2 separate regions of the Rattus norvegicus genome follow, and region 1 is linked to region 2. A link is a contact called in public Hi-C data. All regions are on one chromosome and are shown on one strand. Each heading gives the region's core, a stretch centred on a gene start, on an enhancer-like site or on the middle of the called end of the contact. The rest is flanking DNA. Distances are from core to core; before and after follow the strand shown.

What was found. A called contact is a pair of places that touch in the nucleus more often than the background predicts.
Region 1: a Hi-C map of Schwann cells shows a contact between it and region 2, with 3 times the contacts expected there. The contact joins the promoter of Arhgef28 here to the enhancer-like site in region 2. A contact is called at or near these places in 2 of 12 Hi-C or Micro-C datasets (Schwann cells and mammary epithelial cells) and 1 of 1 datasets of contacts at active chromatin or transcription factors (oligodendrocytes).

The regions. Positions count from the first base shown.
Region 1 is chr2:31,291,388-31,296,158 of GRCr8, reverse strand. It overlaps Arhgef28 (Rho guanine nucleotide exchange factor 28), which reads left to right and starts at 1,688. Exons shown (of 36, transcript NM_001415065.1): 1 at 1,688-1,784.
Region 2 is chr2:31,127,133-31,131,846 of GRCr8, reverse strand. Arhgef28 (Rho guanine nucleotide exchange factor 28) reads left to right here. Exons shown (of 36, transcript NM_001415065.1): 8 at 877-932; 9 at 1,434-1,494. Among named protein-coding and RNA genes, the nearest start is that of Arhgef28, 160 kb to the left of the region's middle. Within about 2 kb of position 2,701, at least 14 of the 93 cell types and tissues checked have an H3K27ac peak or open chromatin away from gene starts, as enhancers often do. A contact at or near this core is called in Schwann cells, where this site is marked.

The DNA.
Region 1 (4,771 bases), core at 439-2,938, 170 kb before region 2:
GCTAAATCCCCAGCCCCCGTTTGCTTCTTTTTCGTGTGGAAGAGCTAATGTCTTAATACTTTTCCTTTCCCCACAATTCCTTGCCCTTTCCAAGCTACCTATGAAGAATCAACGAAGAAGAAGAAGAAGAAGAAGAAGAAGAAGAAGAAGAAGAAGAAGAAGAAGAAGAAGAGGAGGAGGAGGAGGAGGAGGAGGAGGAGGAGGAGGAGGAGGAGGAGGAGGAGGAGGAGGAGGAGGAGGAGGAGGGGGGGGGGGAGGAGGAGGAGGAGGAGGAGGAGGGGGAGGAGGAGGAGGAAGATATAACAGGCAATAGCAACAGAAGGATCGAGACAAAGGCTTCTTTTACGAACTTTCCTGCCAACCAGCTTGGAAACTGCTTTTGTGTGGTGTGTTGATTCAGCCAATCTCCAGCTGACTTTTTCACATTGAAAAATATTGATGTTCGAAAAGAGTGTTATTGCTTTTATTTTATTTTATTTTATTTTATTTTACTTTGTTTTAGTTTATTATCTTCGGGACCTCGTGGTTCTTCAGTGGAGAAGGCTCTTCTTTGGGGCCTAAGGCCCTGTGGTGTGAGACCAAGTGTCAGTAGTGCAAGGCCAATGCCAGGTCCTTTATAAAGAAGGAAGGGCAGCAGTTGCCCCAAGACAAGGCTAATGACCTCAGACCCTGAGGTCTCTTTGGCCATCCTGTCATTCTTCCGGTTCTGGTTAAACAGGTGTGTTAGAAGGATGGCCCAGGGCATCTGGTATTGATGGTTAGGGAAGGGTCACCACATCTCTCCTGTTCAGGTAGCCGGTCCATCTTCTTGAGAAAGATAAAGCTAATATTAAAGGTAATTTAGAAAAGTAGATACTTCATTTTATCTTTAAAGCGGCAATGATCATCTTAAACTTATTTGATAGTGGGCTGTACAATGGTGAGACTTTTCATCCGGGGTCGACTCACTGCTAAGTGTCCGGGTGTTGCAGCATCAAGGGGGTCCCTTCACATTGTTAGGCATTGTAAAAGTGGCTGTGGCTTTCTCAAAAACAAACAATTTTTTTTTTTATGCCGTTTAGGCACCTGTTTGCATAAACACGTAGGGAATTCGAGCCTGCAGGGTTGGGGCTGAGGAACCTCCATCGTCCTTATGAATTAAGAGGGAGTCTGCTGCTTTTAAAATAGTACTTCCTATTGTAACCGACCCGGGCACTATTATGTCCCGGGTGTGGTGGCTTTGAGCTGAGGACAACCCGAGCCTCCCTTGGGCCTGGCACGGCTCCTCTTAGGAGCCGACAGGCCAGCTCCTTCCTCCGGCGCCACTAGGGCGTGGAGGCCCCCGGGGCGAGCGGGCGCCGCCGCCGCTAGGGTGCAACCCTGCCCTGGCCCAGCAGGTCCCGCTCCGTGCCCGCCGCGGGAGGAAAGCCGAGGCCACCGGCCGCCGCCCCGCGAAGGGAGGGGGCGGCGGAGCCGCAGCAGCTTCAGGTTTCCTTCTAGAGCTGGTGGCGGGCGCGGCCATGTGATGAGGCGGCGACGAGCCCGGCTGGCTGGAGGTGGGCAGGCGGGGACCCGGGGCGCGAGGGTGGCCCCAGCTGTGGGCGCGGCGGGCGAGCGGGGTAGGGGTGGGGTGGGGTGGGGGAGCAGCGGCTCCGCCCCTCGGCGGGGCCAGCGGGGTGGAGGGGCGTGGGCAGCTGGGGACCAGCTTCCCCGCTTCGGGCGACGCTGGCCGGCGGGTCGCCCTCGGCAGGCCTCGGGGACAGCGCCTGGCCAGGGCTCCGGGCGCTTCCGAGCCACAGCTCCAGGTAAAGGCTGATTGCGGGAGCCATCCCTCTTGTCTCCCTGCAGCCCCGGGCGAAGTTTGCCCACCTGAGTTCCCAGGGGACAAAGTTTCTCTACGGTCCCCGAGGACACAGGGGTCTGCAGAGGTGGGGAAAGGTTGCACTCTGCCGGCTGCCCAGCCGGAGGAATGGGCGCCGCCTCCTGGTACCTAGGGGATGGCAACAAGTGCACGGCGCTGCCGGGTCGGAGGCGGCAGCTGTGAAGCGCACAAGGGAGGCAGTGGCCACCCCTCACCCTCTCGGGCACGCGGGGTGGGAGGGGGCGGAGGGTGAGGAGCTCAACCAAAGCTAGTTGCTAGCGGTGGAAATCAAAGGCATGCGGCCGGGGAAGGGTGAACCTCGGGAGCCTGAGTCCCCTCTTTCCATCTGTGCTTCTGGCTGGTTTCACCTAGGTGCTTGGCGCCGGGGTGGTGGTGGTGGTGCGGGGGGTATACCCCAAACTGTTGGTCAATCTCAAGTTTAGGACATTTATTTTTGTGGAAACGTTTGCTGAGTTTACAAAAGCATCTGTGGTTATCTTGTTTGGGAGGGGCTTTTAGGACTGGGTGGGAATCCATGCACGAGTTTTCTCTGGAATACTCGGTTGTGGGTGGTAGGGGTCACAGGTGGAGAGGGCATTCTCTCTTGCTGTGAGCTCTGTGAACACTGGGTGTTCAGACCACCCAGGAAACCCAGACACCAGTTAGGTTTCTAAGGGAGACTACTTTAGGAGCCCTCGGAGCCTGCCTATTGGTTGCAGCTGGGTGGGCCCAGGGGAAGGGTAACATCTGTGTTTGCCAGCATCTGACTCCATGACCCCTGCTCGAGTGCCAGTCTCTGTACACTCCAAGTTGTGGGGATTGAGCACTTGATTCTGCACCAAGTAGTCTAGAAATACAGTTATAACGAACGGACCCACTGCGTTCTGTACTTTGCCCTCTTGTATTCTAGGCCCTGTAGCTGTCTCAGTAAATGGAACCCTATTCTCATAGCACAAACAAAATCAAAGACTTGCCTTAGTCAGTCTCTGTGGAAGCCACTTTTGACATGATAATTCAAGCTCTGATAACCTTTCCTGGGAAGGTTTCCATACCTCTGTCTTGTTTTTTTTTTTTTTTAATTTTTTTTATGCGAATGTTAAAACATATAGGTGTTTGTCTAATCTTGATGGAGAGTAGCACTAACTCCTTTGGAGTGTTTGAAGGCAGACAACATCGCAGAAGCCTTTTGCAGAGGTTGTAGTGTGACAGCATTTCAATGTAATATTCTGATGCAGACTTTATAGTGATTATGGGTAATTATTTTTGATTATAGAACTCAGATAGTATCATTATTGATAGTGGTTAGGGACACTGAGGCACAGAACTAGGTCTTAGGTGTGGGACTCTGGAGTGTGTCCCAGCTAATGCGACGTGAGACTGGAGAACAGTGGATCAGTGTTTGCTTTTGACTGTTTTCTCCCTTATCAAGGCTGCACAGCCAGGCCAATGGCGAGCAGTTTCTCTCAACAGGTGTGTTTGAGGGACTTTCCTCTGAAGTACCGCCTGCCTCTAAGTCGTTAAGAAACGCTTAAAGGTACACAGAAGGAAATCAGAGTGAGTGGCACAGTTCTCTGAATTTTCATTAGCCCTGATATGGTTTCACTGTGTGTACGTATGTGTATGTATGTATATATATATATATATATATATACATATATATACACACACATATATGTATATATATATTTTTAAATGGGATACTTTGGAAAATTCTGAAATATTTTCTTATTGTGTTCTCATAAGAAAACATTGTGACTAAGACTTCTGCTGGACAAGAATTTCATATGTGCTTTGATACATGTGACTCTCTGTCCATTGTATGCCATATGAGAAAACCAAAAACCTAAGTGGGTATTAAGCGGCAGACTATACTATTACTTTAAGATTAAGTGTTTTATATAAAATCGGTACTTAGGCTCTTAACTAAGTTCTGCCAGAGTTTGTGATCAAGTCTTGACTCCTAAGAAAAAAAGGTTCATAATTTCCAATGTCAGAAACCCCTTCTTTGCCAGTAAATGGTTAGAAGAGAGCAAAATAGAGCCTACATTGCTCTCACAGTACAATATTTTATTATCTGTTAATGTACCGGGCAGATAGGACAGCTCTGGTCTTACCAGGGTTGGTTTCATGGAAGTTGTACTTGTGTTACTTTCAGTGGGAAAAGTAGCTCTGGACTTGTTCCCCTCATGACTTTAGGTAAGATTTGTTATCAAGAGTTGTGTCATGCTGGGCTAAATTAAAAACAGCAGTGTATTTTAAACACAGGGAATGCTGTCATGTTACAATTGTATTGGGAACATTATGCCACCCCAAAGACTTGGGTCTGAATCTCCTGCTTGGGTAAAGCTGAGTTTAGCAATAGTTTTCCTGCAGATTATACTATGTTATTTCCTCCAGTCCTGGTTCCACTGTTGTTCTAATGATATTGAAACTATGTTGTTTAAACTTGAAGGATTGTTACTCGGACATTTTGAAAACTTCCACAGCATGCCTCTCATTGTGTGAAAACTTTCTTCAGTTTTCATTCATTTAACCATCTGAAGGGATTGCTGTGCGCTTGGGGCTGCTCTTTTGCCTTAATCCCCTGGGTGATGGACTTCGGGCACAGAGCGACACACTTCTATGGCTTTTGTGGTTGGAGGACTGGTCCTGCTTACAGAATGGATTTTTGCCTGCACACAATCGAGGCATCTGGCTGGGGAAATGAGCTTGTGCCCGGCAATACATCTTAATGCACTCCCATTTTCCCCAGAAATTTGATCTTAGATACAGTTTTAATTCGCTTATTTCAGCCGTTATTGCTCCTGGGTTTCTTCTCCTGGGTAAACAAGATAATGAGATTTGACATCATTTCTTTAATAAAAGGGAAAGTGAAAAAAAATATAATCAAATGTTGGTTATTTATTTCAGTGATGTTGGTTTTGAATATGT
Region 2 (4,714 bases), core at 1,452-3,951:
AGCATGCTAAGAAGCGGAGATTCAAGAAAGGATCCTGAGGCCTGGCGAGGTTGTATATTCTTATAAATTCAGGTGAAAGGTTTTCAGCTAACCACCCCTGCTAGGGAAGCCAGCATTTACGCTACCCAAGGCTAAACATGCTCCATGGTTATTTTGACAGTCTTTGAACTTGTTTCCGGGGAAACTGAGTATTTGGGAAGAGAACCAATCAGTCAGGGGACAGAGAAAGTGCCTGTCACCTGGGTTCCTGTTTGTCACAGAACACCCTGAACACTGTTTCCAGGAAAAGCTTTGCTGGGAGGGGGCCCCCCAGCCAGAGCATCTGGGGTCAGCCACTGCTTAACCAGCTGGTTGGTGCCGAGAGCTGTGTGCTTTCGTCCATGCAGAAGAGACAGCTGCCTGTCTCTTAGAACGAATTAGTCGTTTTTCTTTCTTCTACTGACATCTGTGGAATCCAGGGGAGAAGACAAGTAGGATTTCCCTCAGGTGGTACCAGTCACATCCTCGGCATCTATTAAGAACCTTTGGGGGTGTGTGTGTGTGTGTGTGTGTGTGTGTGTGTGTGTGTGTGTGTGTGTGTGGTGAGCATCCTTCCTTTGCAGTCAAGGATACTGATTTATATAAGGCACACCCCCCCACCCCTGCCACCCCAGGATTTCCCGAGAGAGCGCCCTGCCTTGTTTACATAGTAGTAACCCCAGCGTGTGTGCAGTCAGGCGATTACATACCTCAGTCTCTGGTAGAGTCGCCTGTTAACTAGCTAATCCCGTGCAGAGGGTCCTGGGTAGCTTGTATATACCTGTCATGTATTTTCGTTGTCTGTCTGTCTGTCTTTGCCTGTCTGTGTTTCTAACTAAAGAATTATTTCTTTTGCAGAGGTTAGGAATCTGGAGTCTGGCAGATCACCCTCAGAAGAGGAGGAGGATGGACAGGTGAGGAACCATGGTCACCTGGCCTCACTGTCATCTCTGTGTATCTCTCCAGAGTTAAAGTAGGTGTGACCATCGAACCTCCTGCTCATTCAAATCCACACGCAGGCAGGGCTATGCCCATAATCCAATTTCTTTTATTAGGATCACAATGGGCTACATGCTATGTATGACCCAAGCCTAGCTATCCTGAGTTGTCACCGTCGTAAGCACGAGATGATCAACCAGCGGCATCCTCCAGAACATGCTGTGGCTGGAAGCATCTCGTGCAGGATGTTTACTGATACTGCTTTACCCGTGGGCAGCTTCCAGGTGTGTGTTAGCTGGACACACATCCTTTCCTTATTTTTAGCTCCTGGGGCTAATTATAAGCATAGATGAGTCTCCTGTTTACGTGTTGCAGTGCGAGGGGTGTGCTTTCATGGACGTTTCCCAAGATCGTCAGTCTAGCCCTCGAGAATACAAAATCGTGTTAACGAGATTCCTCACCTGTGTCCGTTTCAGCTCGTCAAAAGCCAGGCCGACGGGCCGAGTGAACAGGAAGACCAGGACCGCCTAGTTTTGGGTATGTTCCAAAATGCTGCATTGCCTGTGGCCAGGGGTGGGCGCTGTGGGCCGTTTGCTTACTTCTTTCAGCCTTCCTAGTCAGTTTTCTCCTAGTCAGTTTTCTTTAACGTTTCAGTCATAACCTTACAACTCTCACTCACAATCTAAAAGTACATAGGAAGAACCCAAAACATTCCCCTGAGGGATTTCACCCGGCCAAACTCTGGAGTGGTAGTTGCCATAATTACCTCATGTCTCCGTGAGCCTGGAGAGTGGGCTTTGGGTACCATGCTACCTGTTACGCAGTGCCGCCCAATGCATCCCATGGAGATGAGTCTGGGTGGTCTGCACCCCACCCCCTGGGCCTCTGGAGAAGACCAGGCACTGCCATGTGCGTAGGTCCCTTAAGAGAGAAGGGTAGAGATGATTCTTTTCACAGACCTGAAAATTCTCATTTCTCTTCAGACGTCCTATTTCCCCCACCCGCCTCTGGGCTCCTCCGCTGCTTTCCCCTACACAGCCCTGGAATTATTTAGAGGCCAGCAGAGTAGAATGAAGTTTGAGTGGGAGAACAAGGGCCCGGCGGCTGCCATCAGATGCCCGGCGACTGGGATGTATGAGTCTTCTTCAGGTGCAGTGCAGCTGAGGCTGCTTGCACACTTGTCTTAGTGTTTCCATGGCCATGAACAGACACCATGACCAAGGCCACTCTTATAAAGGACAGCATTTACTTGGGGCTGGCTTACAGGTTCAGAAGCAAGGCAGCGTCCAGGCAGGCATGGCGCTGGAGGAACTGAGAGTTCTATATCTTGTTCCAAAGGCAAGAAGGAGAAGCCTATCTTGCAAGCAGCAAGGAGGAGGGCCTCAAAGCCTGCTCCTACAGTGACACACTTTCTCCAACAAGGCCACACCTACTCCCAGCAGTCCTATTCCCTATGGGCCAAGCCTATTCAAACCAACCACAACACTCAAAGGACACATGGGAACAGAGCTGTCTTGGAGGTGGCCCTGGGTGAGAAGGTTGCGGATGAGGCAAGTCCGCAGGCTAAGGAGAGTTGAGAGTGTATTATGTGGCAGAGGCAGCGGACATGTGGAGGCATCACCAGCAACTCGTGAGGGGGTTCCTGGAGGCCCTGGCATTGTGTTCAGCCTTCGTGGTAGACACGTGTCAGAGCTGTTACAACCGTTGGGAAATCCCATAGCCTAGAGAAGGCCAGGAGGAAGCACCCGCAGTGTTGGTTGACTGTGCTGCTCTGGGCTTGGCACTTCGCCAGCGGTGGTTTGCTGGATGTCCTGGCCTAAGGGGCCGCTAAACTTGGAACAGAGACTTAGTTGTGTTCCAAGCGGTGTGCACACATCTGTCGCTGTTGCTATAGAACAGGAGAAAAATAATTTATATCCAGAGCCCACAACAGGGGAAGAGGAAGGAGAAAACAAAACAAAACAAAACAAAACAACAACAAAGCAAACACTGAGGACTAGATGACTCCTGTGGGCCCCAAAGTCGGGAGCGTGGTTCTCCATGCACACAAGATGTCTCAGCTGCTGCCCATTGCACCCTGTTCTCACTCTCTCTCGGGAGTGTCAGCTTTGAAGAACGTTTACTCAGACACGTTGCTGGCAGAGGAGGGGGGTTGGCTGTTAGAAGTATTAAATAGTGGGATTATTTTTAATTTGGGACTCTTAAAACCTCTCCTCAGTCTCCTGCTGATGTACTTGTTGGGTGAGAAGAGTTTTGCTTTGTAAACTGCAGTAACCCTGCCCGGGCTGAGTGCTTAGTCAGTAACGTCATTGTGGCTGAGGAGGAACATTGGGAAGGCTGAGAGGAGAGAGAGAGAGAGAGAGAGAGAGAGAGAGAGAGAGAGAGAGAGAGAGAGAGGAAGGAGGAGGAGGAGGGGAAGGGGGAAGGGGGAAGGGGGAAAGGGGACAGGGAGTGAGGGAGGGGGGGCAGAGAGAGAGAGAGAGAGAGAGAGAGAGAGGAAGGAGGAGGGGAAGGGGGAAGGGGGAAAGGGGACAGGGAGTGAGGGAGAGGGGGCAGAGAGAGAGAGAGAGAGAGAGAGAGAGAGGAGGAGGGAAAGGGGGAAGGAGGAGAGGGGACAGGGAGCGAGGGAAAGGGGGGGTCGGGGGAGAGGGAGAGAGAGGCTGAACAAAACTTAACATGTAGCCATCTATGAAAAGGCCACGGACACGTCTTTCTGACTCCAGCATTTTCTCTCATTATTTAAACTTTTGAATGAAGAGGGAGAGAAGAAAATCTCCTGACTTTATGAAATAAAGTGAGAGTGGGCTTTAAAGGAACCCCTGAGACAGAAGAGAGAGCAGCCAGCAGTAACAGGCAGATGTAAACCAGAGGCAGAAAGAAGAAGCTGCTCCCCCAGAGGCCACTTCGAAACTCTTGTCTTTGAGTGAGCTGGTAGTCTGTCTGGACTCTTAGAACTACTAATAAAACATGCAGGATAGAAGTATGAGGGCTTTGCTGTATTGTATTACTTTAAACTGTGTGGTACAAATGTGGTGTTGTCTTGCAAACTCGATCAGTGTTGTTCTGGTGGAACTTTCCGTGTGATGGTTGTCCGGAAGTTGCTGCTTGAGTGAAGTCCTGGTGTCTTAGCGGAATCACAGAAGCTCCTGGAAAGTGATGGCGCTGCTCTGTCAGCTGGGATTATAGAGCGTGAGTGAGGCTGTACGGGCCACAGACCTGACTCTCACACTGAGGCTAAACTTCCTGCAGTTAACGAGTCGCCGGTGCTCTCCATTGGATTAGAGATTGTATGCGTGCATTCGGCTAGAGTTGTGTGTCATGTAGCTATGGGCATGGAAAGAAACATGAGGGACCCGTGAAACTGAGATGGTGAGACAAGAGCATGGGGGCGTGTCTTGACTCTTCCTGTGGGGGGAGGGGTGGGGAGCTAGAGCACATCTCGAGGTGAGCGAGGGTGGGGTGGCGAATGGAACTGGTTGGCGCTCTTCTTGGGAAGTTTCAAGACTGATAGGCTCTGGCAAGAAGCCATACTTTATCTGCTGCTGCAGATTTGGCTGGCAGACAGAGGGCTTGGCACAGTGCAGAGCTTTTAAACAGAATCTTGGTTAAGTAAGACTTTGCAGAGGAACTGGGGAGATGGCTCAGTGGTTACGGGTACCTGCTGCCCTTGCGGGGGACCAGAGCTCGATTCCCAGCACCTGTAGCAATATAGTTCCCGGGGTTCCAATGCCCTCTTCTGGCCTCTTTGGGCACTGCA